Regions from separate parts of the Oryza sativa genome. Here region 2 is linked to region 1. The links are chromatin contacts, called in public ChIA-PET maps. All regions are on one chromosome and are shown on one strand. The core of a region is the stretch at or near the end of the contact, and the rest is flanking DNA. Distances in the headings are between cores, read along the strand shown.

Evidence for each region. ChIA-PET counts read pairs in DNA pulled down with a chosen protein or histone mark.
Region 2: an RNA polymerase II ChIA-PET map of leaf shows a contact between it and region 1, with 5 times the contacts expected there. The contact joins the promoter of LOC136354955 here to the promoter of LOC4326411 in region 1.

Annotation. Positions count from the first base shown.
Region 1 is chr1:19,954,697-19,960,636 of ASM3414082v1, forward strand. LOC4326411 reads left to right here and starts at 3,284. Exons shown (of 3, transcript XM_015766673.3): 1 at 3,284-3,638; 2 at 4,118-5,416; 3 at 5,764-5,940. The coding sequence starts at 3,456. LOC9268765 (ABC transporter B family member 11) reads left to right here. Exons shown (of 13, transcript XM_026026258.2): 13 at 1-806. The coding sequence ends at 552.
Region 2 is chr1:20,001,233-20,007,172 of ASM3414082v1, forward strand. LOC136354955 reads right to left here and starts at 2,322. Exons shown (of 1, transcript XM_066306872.1): 1 at 1,001-2,322. The coding sequence starts at 1,977. The coding sequence ends at 1,192. LOC136355008 reads right to left here and starts at 5,769. Exons shown (of 1, transcript XM_066306967.1): 1 at 4,799-5,769. The coding sequence starts at 5,740. The coding sequence ends at 4,799.

The DNA of each region.
Region 1 (5,940 bases), core at 2,034-4,533:
TTTGACGGTGTGGAGCTTGAGACTCTCAAAGTTAGCTGGCTTCGTCTACAGATTGGCCTTGTGGCGCAGGAACCGGTATTGTTCAACGACACCATCCGTGCGAACATAGCTTATGGGAAGCAAGGTGATGCATCTGAAGAAGAGATCATTGCTGCTGCTGAAGCAGCCAATGCGCACCAGTTCATCTCCGGGCTGCCTGATGGGTACAACACCATTGTTGGCGAAAGAGGGATCCAATTGTCAGGTGGGCAGAAGCAGCGTGTCGCCATAGCGAGAGCCGTTATAAAGGACCCCAAGGTGCTGCTGCTGGATGAGGCAACAAGTGCTCTGGATTCAGAATCAGAGCGCGTGGTTCAGGAGGCGCTGGACCGGGAGGTGGTTGGTAGGACTACCGTGGTGGTGGCGCATCGCCTGTCGACAATAAAAGGAGCGGATATCATCGGTGTCCTCGAAAACGGGACGATAGTGGAGAAAGGCAGGCATGAAGAACTGATGCAGATAAAGGGTGGAATATATTCTTCACTTGTTGAGCTTAGCTCAAGCTCAATGTAACCTTTCTGAAAGCCAGAAAACCACTCTTCTTCAATTGGACACTGATTTAGTCCCTGATATGGATTGTTGGTTTGCATTCCAAAGTTTTATATATGTATGTTTGTACTAGGAAAGGGTTGTTCCTTATGCTGTCTGTTAATGCGCAACTACCATGGAAGACATGCCCAGTTTGTAGTTTGTAATATTTAAATTTTGTACAATGTGTACCATCAACTCAGTATATATGAATGTTCAGGCTGTAGCCTATGAGCCTATTTGGTTGTGAATGCTTTTTTTAAAAAACAAAATAGGTCCATGCAGCTTTTATTTCTGACGTAGGTTGAATCAAACGATCTATTATGGGTTATTTCCGGACTGTGTATCAACTACCTGTGCCAATTCATGGAATTAAGAAAAAATGGCACAGCCCGCCTTCCATGCTTAACCCATAAAGAAGTTGAAAACTGAGAAAGATTCATGATATATATTGAGTTGAGCAGATTACGGAGTTGAAATTGAACCAAATTTGGATTTGGTATGACCGTATTGGTTAAAGTAATTCCCTATATCTACAAATATTCAAAACAACTAACTTAATTAGGACTAACATCTGGTATAAGTAAGACTACTAACTCAATAAAGATGACTTCTCAATAAAATTTCTTTTAAAATTTGTAAACTTCATTGTACTGATTCTTCCATATAGTACCACATACGAGTCATATGACACGTGAGTTTGATGGTGAATGCTTTCTATCGGTAGCGCGAGGGAAGAGAAAATGGAAGGCAACTTAACCACTATATGCTATACAACTACTTTTTTTTATCTATGTATTTATTTATCCATATATGTGTGCACATGGTTGTCTTCTTAATATTTTTCTTCTCAACAATTTCTTCGATTTTTTATCCAATCATATCGTTGTATTTGTTATAATTAAATCTTTATAACAAAATATCACATGATTATACTCTGATGAAAGAAAAACATATGTTTCAAACCGTTAAAACTCAATGTTTCATACGCAATAGCGTCATGTTTTAACTGGTGTTTTCATTGTGTTTCACAAAAGAAAATTAAATGTTTCAATAACTTTTTTGTTTCACCCTGTATAACTCAACGTTCACAAGTGGCTGACAAAGTATTGATATATTATCCCTACTCACTCTTTCTTCTGCTATATACTTAATTTTCTCTCCACTCTATCCCCGCATAGGGAATATATATATATATATATATATCTATATATATATATATATATATATATATATATATATATATATATATATATATATATATATATATATATATATATATATATATATATATATATATATATATATATATATATATATATATCATATGCGCACAAGCTTCTCTTACACACTCCGTACACACCAAATAATAAATGTCATGAAAAACTATACAAAATATTGAACATTTACTCCTAATAGTATTACACATATATGCAAAGTATCATATTCAAATTCACTATATTTTAGCCATAACAAAAAAAGAGAAAAATCTTTTTTGTTCACTTACATCTTTTCGTTGACTCGAGAAGTTCATGTGAAGGGATCCTTTTATTTCGATAAATATCTATTATCATATCCGTGCCATTCGTTTTTGTATTTAATAACATTCGATTTTCTTTTATCCGGGTTTTTTGTTTCGGCTCCAATTCAAGAAAAAAAAAGAGTAAATTGTAGTTTGGACCACATATTTTTACCATTGTTACAATTTAGACAAGGTCCTAGCAATGGTTTTCACTTTGAACCACATATCTTTACCATTGGTTTCACTCTAGACCACCCCCTCATCTTCTCCAAGTCCGGCAGCCCATCTCCAATGCAAGTACTGTTCGTCTCTCTCTCCCCCCTAGTCTCCTGCTATCTGCCACGCTGTCAGAGGAGGTGGTGACTGCTCCCGAGACATGCATGATCCAAAGTGGAGCATGTCAGCAAGAGTAGGGCAGCGATGGTCTCGTCCAGAACTCCGGCAGCCCAATCTTAAAGGAAAGAGTACGGAAGCGGCCTGGAACTCCGGGCACCCAATCTGGAGGGACGAGCAGCATATCATGGATCGGCAACATCGAAAAAGCTCGAGCACGAGCGAACGGCCAATAGCACTGGAGGTGCTGGTGATGGAGCTCAAGTAGGGAGGCAGGGCAAGAAGGGCTGGTCTTCATGTTGAGGTAGCCAGTGGTGGTTATCAGTTCTGTGGGTTCGACACGTGCAGGACTCAACCTCAACTTCTCAAGCATCGAAAATTTGATCCTCGCACACCAGCTCAGCTACAGATGACATGATTATGAATAGCCAAACAATCATGGTTCAGGCAACTCCAACTGAAGCGAAGCAATCGATGCCGCCAAATCAAATGTGGATGATTGAAATAGCCGTGGTAGCACTAGCACCGTAGCAGCTCAAGCAATGCCCTAGGTCCAAACTGCTATGCTTTGGCAAGTCTAGCTGGTGTGAATTGAAAATTTTGTTAAACCCCTTGTCCATTGTGAAACTCAAAAAAAAAGGTCCAAGATGAAATTCACTCAAAAAAAAAAAGAGAAGAAAACGGAAACGGTTGGGTGGTGTGGACCCTTTTCCGTCCCAATTTACACTTCCGTACCTTTCTCTCTGACAGGTGGGCCCTGATAAGCAGCGGCCGTGCGTCCGCAGTTACGTCTTGTTTCGTTTACCTTCTCCGACTCCTGACGCGGCCTCAACAAGAAGACCAGAAGCTTCCTCCAACTCCGGCCGCCACCGACCCCCCTCGACACCCGACTCCCTCCATAAATTTCCCCCCCTCCCGCGGCCGCCGGGAGATCATCGCCGACGACAACCAGAGCAGAGGAGAGGGGAGGGGAACCCAAGCAAGCAATCAGCGTGGAATCGGATCGGGTACGAGGAGGAGGAGGAGGAGGGGGATGGATTTCGAGCTGCGCAAGGCGCGGGAGAAGCTGGAGCGGGAGCAGCGGGAGCGCGTGCAGCGCGCCAAGGACAAGGCCGACCGCGAGCGCCGCGCCAAGGCCGAGGCCGCGCGCCGCCGCGACGCGCTCGAGGCGTCCCACCGCGAGCGCCGCCTCGACGCCGCCCGCGCGCAGGAAGAGGTAATAATACCACCACAAAAGCACACAACAACCACGTTCCTAACCTGCTAGGGAATCTAGGGTTAGGATCACTTTTGCTCCCCCCGTCCGTGATCCATTTTGCGGTCGTTTGTATTGGTTTTTATCCTGTTTGATGATTGTAAATAGGCTTCTCAAGTGGAGTAATTCGATTCCCAAACCCAAATTTGATCCCAAAGCCTTCATGTTAATTCTGAGCAAACACATGCGGCAAAGATTATGCATTCACTCGATCGCCCAATGTCCCCTTTGTTGTTATATTAGAAACAATAATTTCTTTTCCTGATACTTTGGTGGATATCTTGAATGTTTGATTGGTTCAACTTGTTGAATTGGACTGCTTGCTCCCCATGACAATTTATCGAAATGCTTGCATTTGTTTTCTTTGGTGTCTACTCCTGCCTTTTGATGTGCTACCGGCTCGTGTTAATGATCTGTTTTATGTATTTGTGTTGTAATAGGCTCAGCAGAAGATGGAAGAGGTGATGCAACTTGGAAAGGGGATTTCTTTCTTGCACATGTTTGAAGCTCTTCGATATGATGGTCCTGGGGATAAGATCAAGTTGCCACCATCGTCTTTTAAGGAATTGTCTGATGAAGGAGCACTGGACAAAGGTCCCATGTACTTCAGGTTGTCAAAGGTTAGAGACAGTGTTCCGGGTGCCCCTCAGGATAATGATGCCGATGAGGCAACATGTTGTGGTGTTCTTGAGTTCACTGCAAGGGAAGGCTCCGCAGAACTCACTCCACATGTGTGGAACAATCTGTTCCGGGGTGATAGCCCAGATGTTCCTCTGATTGAGGTTAGGTATGTCAGTTTACCCAAAGGGACATATGCGAAGCTGAAGCCAGAAGGAGTGGGGTTCTCAGACCTTCCTAACCATAGGGCTGTCCTTGAAACGGCACTCCGCAATCATGCAACACTATCTGAAAATGATTTTGTTGTGGTGAATTATGGGCAGCTGCAATACAAGTTGAAGGTTCTTGAATTAAAACCTGCATCAAGTGTTTCTGTCCTGGAGACAGATGTGGAAGTTGACATTGAAGGACCAGATTCAGTTTTGGACAACGTAGAGAATCAACATGTGCTTGTGCCACTTGAGACTGGAAAGGTTGAATCTGGAGTTGTGGAAGAAGGAAAGTTTAGGTACTACAAATTTCTTGTTGATGAAGGTATGGGTGAGAAAGTAGCTTCTAGGCATGCAAATATTGAGGTTAAGATAGAGACATATACAAGTGGTGGTGACACTGATATTTATGTATCAAGGCATCCTTTAGTTTTCCCAACTCAGCACCGTCACGAATGGTCTTCTCATGAAATGGGATCTAAGGTCCTCATACTGAAACCAAGGGATGCCAGTCTCTCCAGTGGTACCTACAGTATTGGAGTTTATGGTTTCAAGGGAACCACTAAATACCAACTTTCTGTAGCTATTAAAGATGTTCTTAATGGCCAAAGGATTGGTGAGCAGGCTAGTGCCTCATCTAGTGTTGATGTTGATTCAGTGGTGTGCAAGAACTGCAAACGCTATATATCCAACCGAACTTCACTACTTCATGAAGCATACTGTGTGAGACACAATGTTGTTTGCATGCATGATGGGTGTGGTGTTGTTCTTCGAAAGGAGGAAGCAACAGATCACGTGCATTGCAACAAGTGTGGGCAAGCTTTCCAGCAGAGAGAAATGGAGAAGCACATGAAAGTTTTCCATGAGCCACTACAATGCCCTTGTGGGGTGGTCCTTGAAAAGGAAGATATGGTATGTATTTTGCCTTCGCTACTTATATTCTTTGAACATTCTTCCTAACTTCTGAAGTTCTTTTTTACTCGTTGAATCCCGCCAATGATTTGAGTACACCCAGTTTACCAAGCGTAATATTGTCTTTACTTCTAAACAAAATGATTGCAATACCTTTTTAGATGTAATAATTTTATTTGCATGATATATTTTTATTGCCAATGGTTAGTTTTACGAGTATTGTTCCTCACTCAATACAAACAGTAGAGAAACTGCCTACCAGCTTTTGTTTCAAACAGTTACTGTAATTTACTGGTAATGTAATATTGGAAGTCACATGACTAATTTATTCTGTTCTTAAATCTCAGGTTCAACACCAATCCTCAACCTGCCCTTTGCGCTTGATTGTGTGCCGATTTTGTGGTGACACTGTTCAAGCTGGTGGAGAACCACTTGATGCTCGGGATCGGCTTCGCAACATGTGTGAGCACGAGAGTATCTGTGGATCCAGGACTGCACCATGTGATTCTTGTGGACGGTCAGTC
Region 2 (5,940 bases), core at 1,072-3,571, 46 kb after region 1:
ATACAATCGTAACCGACTAAGATCCCGGGTATTTCCTTGATAAACAAGTCTAGAAACTAACCCGAGTCCTCATAAAGATATTCTATCTATATTTGATACCGTGTACCCAACTAAACTATAACTGCCATGTAGATATGGGATATCCATAATCTCCACACTGAGGGAGGAGGAGGCAGCCAATGCCGCGTCGCCACCCACACCCAACGCCCTCATCTCACCTCCTCCTCCACCCACCCGCCGTTGCCATCAACCCGGGCGATAGAGATGCCCTCGCCTAGGACCCAAATGTCACCGACCCCTACAGTGGTGGGGAAGAAGGAGTGGAGGCGCTGGCGAGGCTAGAGTTGGCGAGGGCGGGAATGAGGTGGTGGAGGAGGGGCGCGGGAGGGGAGGCAGCGGCAGGGAAGGGAGAGAGGAGGCGACAACGAGGCTTTCTCACCTCTGCTCTCTCGTCACCTAGTAGCAATAAAGGTAGCAAGCCCCGCCGCTCCCACTGTCATGCGGCCTCAAGCCCCGCCGCCACATGGTTCCCATTGTCCTATACTGCCGCTAAGCTCGCAGCGCTCCGTCTCGCTCGGCGCTGCTACCATCCACCTGAGAGAGGGGTCTAAAATTTATTTTTATTGTTTTACTCACTGACATGTGGGTCCCATTTAGGTATGTTTCAGTTGAGGTGTGCGATTGAATCAAGTGCATGAGTTTAGGGACGAAATGTAGATTTATTCCTTAAATGGGAAAACATGCGTGGACCAAAAATTCCCGCACACTCGAGTGGGAAGGCCGAAATCCTGCTGGTCCACGATGGCCTCACCAATTGTTTAAGTTCAATTTGGGTCCTCAGTGGACATCGAATTCAAATAACATCTTCGAACTATAATACTAGATACAATACGTTATTCAACTTGCAATGCTAGGATACCCGAGATCTCAGGTCATTATTGTACTCGGTTTCAGATGATATGACAAGCTGATTATAGTCAACTCGGCTGAGTCAGCATGGACCAACAAGAGTCAGGAGGCGAATTCTTACATATTCACTTCTGCAAGCAGCTAGCTTTACAAATAATCTCAAGCACATCTGAGAATGAGATAATCTAAACAATGGCTACGTTACAAGTAGAATCCAAAAATCTTAATAAGTGTCAAGCTTGACTATCTGTTGAAATCTGCAAAGCTTCTATACTACTCCATCTAGCTGTTGAGAGAGAGAGCCTTCAGGCTCGGGCAATCTTCGACGCACGGCGTGGATGGCATGATGCACCCAGGGCACGACATCACGCCGCTCTCCCATGGCGCGGCGGCGAGGCCGGTGAGGTCGTCGCGGCAGATCGGGCAGGTGGTCCCCTTGAACAGCCACCTGGTGATGCACGGCGGGTGGAACGCGTGCCCGCACGGCAGGTTCGCCGGCGGCGTCTTGCACCTCTCGCTGGCCGTCAGGCCGTCCAGGCAGATCCCGCAGGTGTCGCCGGCGCGCGTCTCCAGCCAGACCAGCCCGCGGACGAGCGACACGGGCTCGCTGAACACCAGCTCCACCGCCACCTTCACGCGCGCGGCGAAGCGGTAGTGGCCGCCGGCGAGGCCGTCGTCGTGGTTCCGCCTCACCGCGCGGTGGATCCACGCGGCGGCGTCGTCGTCGGGCATGGGCGTCGCCCAGTTGCTGCGGGAGAGGTCGACGCAGCGGAGCTCCCGCATCCCGGTGAACACGGCCCACGCCATCCGCCGCGTCTCCTCGTAGTCGAGGAAGACGTCGCCGCCGGCGCCGTCCAGCACGTGCTTGCGCTCCGTCTCCAGCGTGAACTTGATGCCGTCGTGGCGCACGGGCTCGCCTCCGCCGCCGAGCCGCCGCGACCAGCACCGCACCTTGACGTCGCAGACGAAGCGCACGTACGAGGGGCCCTCCTCCAGCGGCGCCGTCCCGTGGTGGCCCTCCAGCTGCTTGCTGCTGCTCCGTAAGCGTATTATCGTTTCCATCGCCATGGCCGCCGGCCGCCGGCTGATCTCGTTCGATCAGCAGCTAAGCTTTCTTCCCGCGCGCTGGACGGCTAGCTAGCAACCTGCTCGATGCGAGAGATGAAGAGCACGTTCGGCTAGCTAGCTCATGCATCGCCCTCCTAATATAGGCAGTAGTATTAATTACTGTAATTAGTTTGCTGTCTGAGTCTGATTATCGGACTCGGATGTGCAATCCGACTCGGATGAATCGGGACGAAATTAATCAGAGTCGGAAATCCGTTAGTTAGTCCTCAAATCTCAATCGAAGTTGTCGAGGCAGTCGATCGAGCTCGATCAGGGAAGATAACCTGAAAGTAGCTAGTGGGTTATGGTTTACCTTTCCACGTTGAAAATGAAAATCGCTTCTCACTGTTTATCAAAAACCAATAAAAACTACTCCCTCAATTCCAAAATATAGCAATTTTTAAGTAGATGGAACACATCTTAATACTATACTATGAATCTGGACTAGATGTAGGTAGTAATGATTTTGGAACAAAGCTATACAGATAAACCAATAACCAACGGATTCATGAAAACCGAGCGCTTTTGAAAACCCTATTCGGAACTAATTAAGTCCTCTCCAAACAAAACAAAGAAGTTCAATGGGACATTAGGAGAAAACTATTCTAAACTCTCGAGGGCATATGTCACTTAAATAGTTATGATTTTTTTTTAAAAAAATTTAAGAAAATATATTAATATGCGATATATCTCTCCTCAAACATTCAACTTAAAATTCATATCTACATATTACAACGAAATACCAAATTAAATTGTAATTAGTTAACGTATATTCACGGTTAAAATCGTTTTTTTTCATCATTACCATGGGTAGTAGTTGCAGACGAAAAGGTTAGGGAACGTGGTACTGTTGTTTCACTTCGTTATTAATTTCTTAATATCAATCAACTGAAGAAATAGATGGGGACGAGGAAAAAGGAAAATGTCGATGCCACGAAAGAAGTGCTCACTCGCTGAAACCTTGGCACCATAATTTTTGCTTGATCCATTAAAAAAAACCCATGTTTTAAAAATGAATCCTCGATAAAAGTTATCCCAAAAATTAATAAATTGATCTGCACTATATTACCCATTAGCGCCAACAGATAAGGATACCTAGCTACTATTATCAGTATATATAATTTTAGTGTCATTATGATAAAGGATGTGAACCCATCCCCATTATATAATGTGTTGGCATTGTCCCTCTCACTCCAATGGCTGACCACTGTGGTGATTGAGATCGCGATGAGCCGATGAGGGTTATTGGTACTGAATGTACATGATACTGCACGGACAACTATGTACGTTAACATTGGCCATACTAGAAATATAATTTTTTTAGAAATAGAGAACGTAGACGCTCACAACGCGTGCACACTTATCCCTATGAACGCACAAATGCACACCCTATTTCTATGGGCATCTCTGAAAGACTGTGCCAGCATATCTTGAGATTGATGAAGTCACTATAGGTACACCGTCTACCACTGAAAGAATAATTAACGATAAATACGAGTACCCGTGTCAAATCTAGGATTTGAATCTAGATGGGCTAGTTCTACCACAAAGAACCTAACCTGTTGAAGTACGCTCAATTCGCTAGAAATATATATTTTACTATAGGGTGGGTACGTGGACCCGATATTGGTTAATTACTTTACAAGATATATCGAGTTTAATCATATCGATTCATCTATCACTACTACAGAAACTCTAAAGGGTGCCGGTTGAAAAACCCCCTTGGGTACCGGCAGCCGGGAGGCGACACTGATTTCCCCAGGTCAAATGTGACGGCTCGAAAATCCGCACCTTTGAGGCGCCCATGAGCAAAAAAAAATCGGCTCAATTCATCGAGCCGATGCATTGAGCCGTCAAGCCGATCCAATCTAAAACCCAAATCCTAAAATTTCATCAAGAACAACACATCAACATCAAGAACACATTCATCAAGAACACAGTCACACACATTCATCAAGAATCAAACACATTCATCAAGAACACACATTATCGAGGAGGAGGCTGCCTTCATCACCACCGCCACTGCCGGATGGAGAGGAGGGCGCCGCCAGCACCGCTGCTGCTGCCGAGGATGCCGCCGTCGCCACCTCCCGCCGCCGGGCCATTGTCGCCACCTCCCCCGCCAGAACTGGCGAAGGGGAGGGCACCGCCGCCGGGCTGTCGGACCAACGCCGTGCGCCTCCCCTCCCGCTGCCGACCCACCGACGCCGCATCCACTTCTGCCGCTGACCCGCCGCCACCGCCTCCCCTCCCGCCAGATCTAGCAGAGGGGAGGGCGCCGCTCGCCACTGCCGCCTCTCCTCCCGCCGCCGCTGCCATCGCCTCCCGCCGCCGCAGCCGTCGCCTCCCTCGAAAGCGCCAAGAGAGAGAGAGAGAGAGAAAGGAGAGGGTGAGAGAGAGAGAGTGGTCACGGGTGAGAGGATAAGGTTGCCCCCTCACTCGGCGAGTGGATAAGGCTGTATGTCGGCTCGGCTTGTTTGATAGGGTGTCGGTTTTCTAAAAAAAACCAGCACCTTTAGGGCCCCTTTGAATAACAGGAATGAAAAAACGGAAGAATAGGAAAAACATAGGTGCCGGTTTTAGCACTACCTGCACATATAGTGACGAGACCTATTTAATGTTTTGTAGTAGTGTGTAATAGTAATCATCATATTGTCAATTAATTAACCATTTCAATTTTCTGGCACGTATAGTGGCGAGACCTATTTAATATTTTGTAGTAGTGTGTAATAGTAATCATCATATTGTCAATTAATTAACCATTTCAATTTTTCATCAATCCTCAAACCGAAGAGATAAATGTCCAACCTAGTTGGGCCAACTGTGATATTCTAGGGGCACCATATTGCTGGTAGCATGACGGCGCGAGGACGAGGCGGGAGAAGTCTCGTCGGCACATCGGGCACGTCCTCCCCTCCAGCAGCCACCCGGCGATGCACTGCCCGTGGAACGCGTGGCCGCACGGCAGCCTCACCGGCGTCGTCAGGCCGTCGGCGTCGAGGTCGTCCAGGCAGATCCCGCACGGCTTCCCGGCGCCGCCGCCGGCCGCCACGACGTCGGCGACGAGCGCCTTGGGCTCGCTGAACACGAGCTCCACCTCCACCTCGACGAACACGACGACGCGGTAGTGGCCGACGCGCTTGCCACGGCCGAGGTAGCTCGCCCGCGCGAGGCCGTGGATCCAAGCGGCGACGGCGGCGTCGGGCCTGGGCGTCTCCCAGTTGCCGTCGGAGAGGTCGTAGCGGTCGAGCCCCGGGAGGGCGGCGACCATGGCGGCCCACACCACCCGCCGCGCCGCGTCGCGGTAGAGGAAGACGAAGGGGTCGTCCACCGGGCGCACGTCGCTCTGCATCGTCATGGTGAACTGGCGGATGCCGCCGCCGCCGTGGGGCGCCGCGGGCTGCAGGGGCACGGCGACGCCGCCGCCGCCGAGCCGCCGCGTGGAGTATTTGACGGTGAGGGCGCAGAGGAAGCGCACGTACGAGGGCCCCACTTCCAGCGGGGCCTTCCCGACGTGGCACTCGTCCAGCTTGTTCTGGATTCCCATCAAACGGATCCTTGTCTCCATCGCCATGGCTGCCAGAAGACGAGGAAACCAATACGTACGTACGTACGCGCCACAGCGGGAGATAGCACGTACATATATCGGTGGTGTACTAAGGTTGTTCGTAATTAGAGCGGATTCGGATCGGAAAAAATAATCAGAATCGTCGTTGTACAACATTATTATTGATAAACCTTGACGGAAACAAGAAGTGCAAGTTGAGAAAAAGTTTTTCAACTCAAATTCAAATTCGAGCAAACTTTTGATCTACTGACAACTTCAAAGTTGATTTCAATCATTTTTTTTAGCAAACATGACGAGGACATTACTTCGTCGGAAACGCACATAACTTCACACGTTACAATGATAATTTCAAGTCA